Linked DNA regions of Pan troglodytes: region 1 is linked to region 2. The links are chromatin contacts, called in public HiChIP or PLAC-seq maps. All regions are on one chromosome and are shown on one strand. Each heading gives the region's core, a stretch centred on a gene start, on an enhancer-like site or on the middle of the called end of the contact. The rest is flanking DNA. Distances are from core to core; before and after follow the strand shown. Region 1 has its middle 94 kb from the start of ZBTB10. Region 2 has its middle 210 kb from the start of TPD52.

Region 1 (3,111 bases), core at 537-3,036, 340 kb before region 2:
AATGCTGTTGTTCTGGGGAGCTCCAATCCCTTCCCAAGTAAGCCAGTGTGGTGGTGAGAACCTGTAGTCCCAGCTACTTGGGAGGCTGAGGCATGAGGATCACTTGAGCCCAGGAATTCAAGGCTGTAAGGAGTTATGATCGTACCATTGCACTCCAGCCTGGGTGACAGAGTGAGACCCTGTCTAAAAACAAACAAAAAAAGCCTCTCCAAATTAACTACTCTACCCTCTGGTAATGTGAATGCAGGTTCCATAATAGTCCTTATATCCTCCTACCTAAAAATGGGGACTAAGAAAGTCCCAGCCCAGCTTCAATTTCCCATTTCCTGCAAATCCTAAACATATATTATACTTTCCATCTTTGTTACAAAATGATGGCTTCTGTGGAAACAAAGTCACTAGTCCCAGAGCACAGTTCCAGAAAATTTTAGTGGCTAGAATTGTTTCCAATACAGTCTCAGTCAAAGATGATGAATGTATAAAGGTGCAGGAAAAAAATTCCTCTGGATCCCTTGTCTTCTAGGCAGTTACCTGTTGGTGGCTCCAGCGTACTGGGGGAAAGGTGCAAGAGTAGCTGCTGCTTTTCTTTCTTTTTTTTTTTTTAATTCAAAAGCCCCCACCCCTTGCAGATCCAGAGCTTCTTGATGGAGGTATTTTCAAGGGCTTCTAAAACTACTGTCTTTTCAAATGTCCTCTTCCTTTGTCCTGTATGGATTTGAACAATTTAGATCATATTTCACAGAGTTGTGTGATCTTGGGAAAATCACTTAACTTCTCTGAGCCTCAAATTCTTCACTAATAAAATAAGAAAGTTACTCCCTGTTCTAACATGCTGCAATTTAAGTACACATGTTTAAGCTACTGATTCCAAACTAAACAAATGATAACTTTCAGGCTATTACAGGCTATCGTTCTGGACACAAACCAACTGAGTCAAAGTAGTTCAATAAAATGAATTAGATTAGATCTTTCATCATTTTTTTTAAGTCTTAGCAGTCCTCCTTAAACCGTTTTTATGTTCAGCCTCACAACTTTTACAAGCAACGACCAAGCTGTAAATAGTTAAGGATTTCAAAGCCCTCCTCAGACCCAAACAATTTGGCTTTTTAGACTTCTGAATAAAATGATAAGCTAAAAGGTCTGCAGGAGAGCATCAGAAGTCTTCAGCAGGCCTTTTCCCGTCTAGGCTCTTATTCGGTGACCGGGCTGATAAAATTTCCTCTGTGAACGCTTAATATCTCCAAGCCAGACCTAGTAGCTACTGGTTCCCAATCAATTGCTATTCACACTCACACATCTGCACAGATAAAGCCACTTTAAACATCATGCTGTGGGGTCCTGACATGATGACAGAGCCACCAGCTGTCGGGGCACTGCACTGAATTGGGGACACAAACCCCATTTTTCTATGTAAATTGGCCTGGACGCTGCTTCGGCCCCCAACAAAACGGATAGTCCTGTTAAATGGGGCCATCTGGCCGTCCCCCGGCCCCAGTGACACCTCCGGGATGGGGTGAGCGGGAGTGATCTTCGGGGGGCCAGGAAGGTAGCGCGGTAGAGCGCAGCTGTCACCCCGGCCCCAGGGGTCCTGCCCACAGAGGTTGGGGGCGAGCAGATTCGCGGTGGTCTTAAGCCTCGGGGCCCGGGACGCCTGAGGGTCTCACAGCGCACTCCCGGGGTGGGGGAGGGCGCGCTTTGTTCCTGGGCCCCAGTGGGGCGAGGCGCCCGAGCCTTGGGCAGAGTCCCTGCTTCGTCCCCGGGGCCCCAGGGCAGCTCCCGCCTGGCCGCGAACAGCCGCGGGCGCCTCCATAGCAACAGCGTGGGAGCTCCGCAAACGGGGAAGAGGAGCGGGGGAGGAGGGGAGAAGGGGAGGAGGGGAGGAGGGGAGGAGGGGAGGAGGGGAGGAGGGGAGGAGGGGAGCAGAGGAGAAGGAGAACAGGGGAGGAAGGGCGAGGAGGGGAGCAGGGAGAAGGGGAGCAGGGAGAAGGGGCGCAGGGGAGGAGCTGGGGCTGGAAGAAAGACCAGGGGCGGCGGCGTGGATGGGGGGCAGGGAGAAGGAGCGCGGGAGGGGGAGCGGGAGGAGCAGAGGCGGGGAGCGCCGGCGGGAGAGGGGAAGGAGTGGGGGAGCCAGAGCTGGGAGGAGCGCGGGACGGGGAGCCGGGTAGGAGCGGGGATGAGGGCGCGGCCCCGGGCGAACCAGTCCAGCCCTCCAGGGCCGGGTGCCCGGGCCAGATTCTCCAGCCGAATTCCTGCCCCAGCTGCCTGGGGGAGGGAGTCGCGGGAGCCGGAGAGGGCGGGGACCGCGGCAGGCCCGTGGGACACCGGGCCCTAGGAGGAGGCGCGGGGGTGCGGGCGGCCGGGAGGGGGCGAGGTCCTGCCGCCGCTGCAGCCCACCCCAGCCCGGGAAGAGCAGCGCCCCGGGAACGGGCCTAGGGCTCTCTCCCTTGGCGAGAGGAGCCCTCGGAAGCGGCACCCGCCTTCCCATCCTCACCCAGAGCAGCCCTCAGTCCCCCGGGGACGTGCAGACCCTCGTCCCCACGGGCTGCGAGCCAGGCCCCCGGAGGGGAGGCGCCGGCCGCGGAGGGAATTCCGAGCTAAGGCTTGCTTTCGCCTGGAGTGTTTTCACCAGAGAATATTTTCCGTTACACAACTATTAGAAAGGTGATGTGGGTTTTCATTTTCAGTCCACCCCTCACCCCAAATCAGGGACCTCGTGGAGAAAACATATTACTAATGCTAAGCTTGGAATTTTAAACAATGTTTTCTGATAACCAGCTGAAAATTTTTGGGAGAAGCCGAGTCACAAACAGATCATCATTCTTAAGTACTGTTTGCTAAGCGTCAGCTTGCACAAGATATTTCACAAAGCTGGCGAACCGGACGCGATCCTTGCTCTCATAGAGTTTGCCACAGAAATGGACAACAATTACATTCAGAAAGGCATTTTTGAATAGCTCTTATGACGTGGTGTTAAAGGTGTGGAAAAAAAGCTTATTTCAGACATGAGTATTTCCAGAGAAAATCTATAGATAAGTGCTGTATATTTTATTTTAAAAACCATTATAAAAAGCAAAGAGAAAAAAATAAACTTTTGGAAGTTCTCAGCTAACA
Region 2 (3,224 bases), core at 8-2,507:
GCCCACTACCCTCACAATAAGTGTGATCCTTGGAAGGGATCCTGCAATCTTGTGGACATTTGTTTTTTTTTTGTTGTTGTTTGTTTGTTTGTTTGTTTGTTTTGAGACAGAGTCTCACTGTTGCCAAGGCTGGATAAAAGTGGTGAGATCTTGGTTCACTGCAACCTCTGCCTCCCAGGTTCAAGCGATTCTAATGCCTCAGCTGGGATTACAGGCATGTGCCACCACACCCAGCTAATTTTTGTATTTTTAGTAGAGGCGGGGTTTCACCATGTTGGCTAGGCTGGTCTCCAACTCCTGACCTCAAGTGATCTGCCCACTTCGGCCTCCCAAAGTGCTGGGATTACAGGCATGAGCCACTGTGCCTGGCCAAGATTTGTTGTTTAATGTTGACTTTTGGTCAGGCACAGTCGCTCATGTCTGTAATACCAGCACTTTGGGAAGGTGAGGTGGTAGGACTGCTTGAGGCAGGGAATTAGAGACCAGCCTGGGCAATATAGTGAGACTTCATCTCCACAAATATTTTTTAAAACTAGCTAGGCCTGGTGGTGCACACCTTTGGTCCCAGCTGCTCAGGAGGCTGTGATGGGAGGATCGCTTGTGCCTGGGAGGTTGAGGCTGCAATGGGCCATGATCAGCCTGGGCAACAAAAGTGAGACCCTGTCTCAAAACAAACAAACAAACAAACAAAAAGCAACTTGATTTTTAATGCCAGATTATTTCTTTTTCTCTCCAGTGTTCTGCTGTATTTCCTCCCTACCCTTGACTGAAGCTTCCCTTGAATCATAATATTCTTGTCATTGAGACTCTCTCTCAGCCTGCAACCGTGGTGGAAGAAAAAAGGGAAGAGAACCCGAAGGCATTTGAGACATCTCCTTGTCGGTCTCTCCAACAACAGTGGCTAGAGACTCTCTGTATTCCCTGACTCTCAATCCTGGGCGGAGGACAGAGCCCAGAACAGAGTCCTGGGAAGCACAGGGGCTGGCTGAAGGGAAAGGCGGACGCGCGGGGCCGCAGGGCGGCGCCTGGGAGCCAGGCAGCACCCTGGGCCGATGCGCGGAGTGCTGGAGGGCGGCGCTGCGGAGCACGCCTCTGTGGAAGGCACGCCTCTGTGGCTGGAACCAAAAGGGAGGTGGATGGCGTTCAACTTTGACAGAAGCCGAGGACTGCAAAGAGACGGCCTGGTAGAACCACAACCCTGATGCTGTCTCGACCTGGGCACAGTTAATAATCAGGGCGGGTTAATAGGTAGCCACCCGGACACTGATAGGTTTCCTGCCGAATGTTCAAAGACTGCGAAGAAGCCTCCCTGGGGACAGTGACCAAACTCTCCTTTGAAGGCAAATTTCCATTCTCTTGGGAAAACACAGCCTTGCAATCCAGGGACATTTTTGGAAGGCAGCTTGGTGATCTTTTGCTGTTACAGATTAGGTTTGCCCCCATGAGAGTATCACCCCCACCACCACATCTCAAAGCAGCTTATCAAAGAATTCCCTCCAACGCTTCCAGCTCTTTCTCTGAAAGCAGTTCTGGTAAACTCAGTTTTCATTTTCTCATTATGTTTGCAGTGCTATTTTAGTGTCCCACTCACTAACCGAGCTCTGACAAAGAGGAACGAGAAGGTGTGAACTCAGGGCTGCCTCCTAGGATGACTGGGACTGTGCGCCACACAGGACACGCAGCCCTGGTGGGCTCCCAGCCCCGCGGGCCCGCAGCTGCTCAGCAGCCTGTGCACCCCTGGGGCTGTGGGCACCTAAAGAAGAGAGCCTAGGCTCCAGATGGAAGCTTGCTGGTCAAAAAAGTCAAAAGTGGCCAGCGTGGTGGCTCATGCTGTAATCTCAGAACTTTGGGAGGCCGAGGTGGGCAGATAGCTTGAGGTCAGGAGACCAGCCTGGCCAACATGGCAAAACCCCGTCTCTACTAAAAATACAAAAATTAGCCAGGCGTGGTGGCGCTGCCTGTACTGTGGTCCCTGCTACTCAGGAGGCTGGAGCAGGAGAATTACTTGAACCCGGGAGGTCGAGGTTGCAGTGAGCCGAGATTGTGCCATTCCACTCCAGCCCAGGCGACAGAGTGAGGCTCTGTCTCAAAAAAATAAATAAATAAATAAATAAAAGTGTGATGCTCTTTCCGGAGCTGGGATCACCTAAATTTGCAGATTAAAGATCTGAAAACTTGAAAATAGAAAATAGTGACCCATACTCTCTCATTTTCCTAAGACTTTCCGATCTCCAATGGAAGGCCGGGGAAAGGAGGGCTACAGAGGAGGAAAACCACTTCTTACCTGTGTGGAGTAAATGTGCCTTTCTGCTGCTCCTGAAAATAGGGTCAGGTGCTCACTGAAGTTTACTGCTGCATGTACAGGCAAATCCAGTTGCAGTTTTCTCAAACAATTCTTGTCTTGGGAATTGCTTCCTTGGGAGAAAACCCACTGGTGGATAGAAAATCAGAAGATTCAGGCTCGGGCTTCACTTTTGTCATTGGTTTTGATGTGGTCAAATCATTCTTTCTGGGTTTGTTTCCCTGTGCTTAAATACATCTGCTAACATTTTAAAAAATCATTTACTATGTATCTGAAATAGTGCTGGGTAAGCCATTGCATGTATTATCACAATGCGACAATACATTAAAATAGGTAATATTCCCATTTTACAGAACGTCAATTAGAATTTGCCCAAGATCACACAGCAGATACTTTTAAATGTGCATAGTGTCCACTACAATATGCCACTGCCTCTTAACATGGGGCTAATAACATATAACTGGTTAGGTACAGGGCCACCTTAGACACTGCACAGTTCTGTGGCTTGGAGATGTGCAGTGTCAACTTGGTTAGTTGTACACAGGGCCTTCATTAGGTCCACCCACAGTGTCCTATACATATTTGTTATTACACTGATTATGTTATATTGTAATGTAATATTTTATATTTATATATATATATATGTTATCCACACATCCTGCTTCCTTTGCTTGGGGTATAAATGATGTCATTCCACATGATGTCCCATCTTCCTTGATGGGCTTCTTCACCCTTGACAGAGGCCACTCCCCTGCTATGAACCTGAGTGCCAGGAATGCACATGTATATCCGAAGGGGTAGCCCCGGATACACTTACCTCACTTACAGAAGCCGGAACTGAGGCTGGAAGAGTCTACACTCCTCGTGCTGGATGCCTCCAGAGTCCCACAGCTGACACCATGGTTACTGAAACCAGAGCTCT

Evidence for each region. HiChIP or PLAC-seq counts read pairs in DNA pulled down with a chosen protein or histone mark.
Region 1: an H3K4me3 HiChIP or PLAC-seq map of stem cell-derived excitatory neurons shows a contact between it and region 2, with 4 times the contacts expected there. The contact joins two enhancer-like sites. A contact is called at or near these places in 1 of 7 Hi-C or Micro-C datasets (induced pluripotent stem cells) and 1 of 1 datasets of contacts at active chromatin or transcription factors (stem cell-derived excitatory neurons).

The regions. Positions count from the first base shown.
Region 1 is chr7:89,222,291-89,225,401 of NHGRI_mPanTro3-v2.0_pri, reverse strand. No RefSeq gene overlaps it. Among named protein-coding and RNA genes, the nearest start is that of ZBTB10, 94 kb to the right of the region's middle. Within about 2 kb of position 1,786, at least 18 of the 24 cell types and tissues checked have an H3K27ac peak or open chromatin away from gene starts, as enhancers often do. A contact at or near this core is called in stem cell-derived excitatory neurons, where this site is marked.
Region 2 is chr7:88,884,169-88,887,392 of NHGRI_mPanTro3-v2.0_pri, reverse strand. No RefSeq gene overlaps it. Among named protein-coding and RNA genes, the nearest start is that of TPD52, 210 kb to the right of the region's middle. Within about 2 kb of position 1,257, at least 10 of the 24 cell types and tissues checked have an H3K27ac peak or open chromatin away from gene starts, as enhancers often do. A contact at or near this core is called in stem cell-derived excitatory neurons, where this site is marked.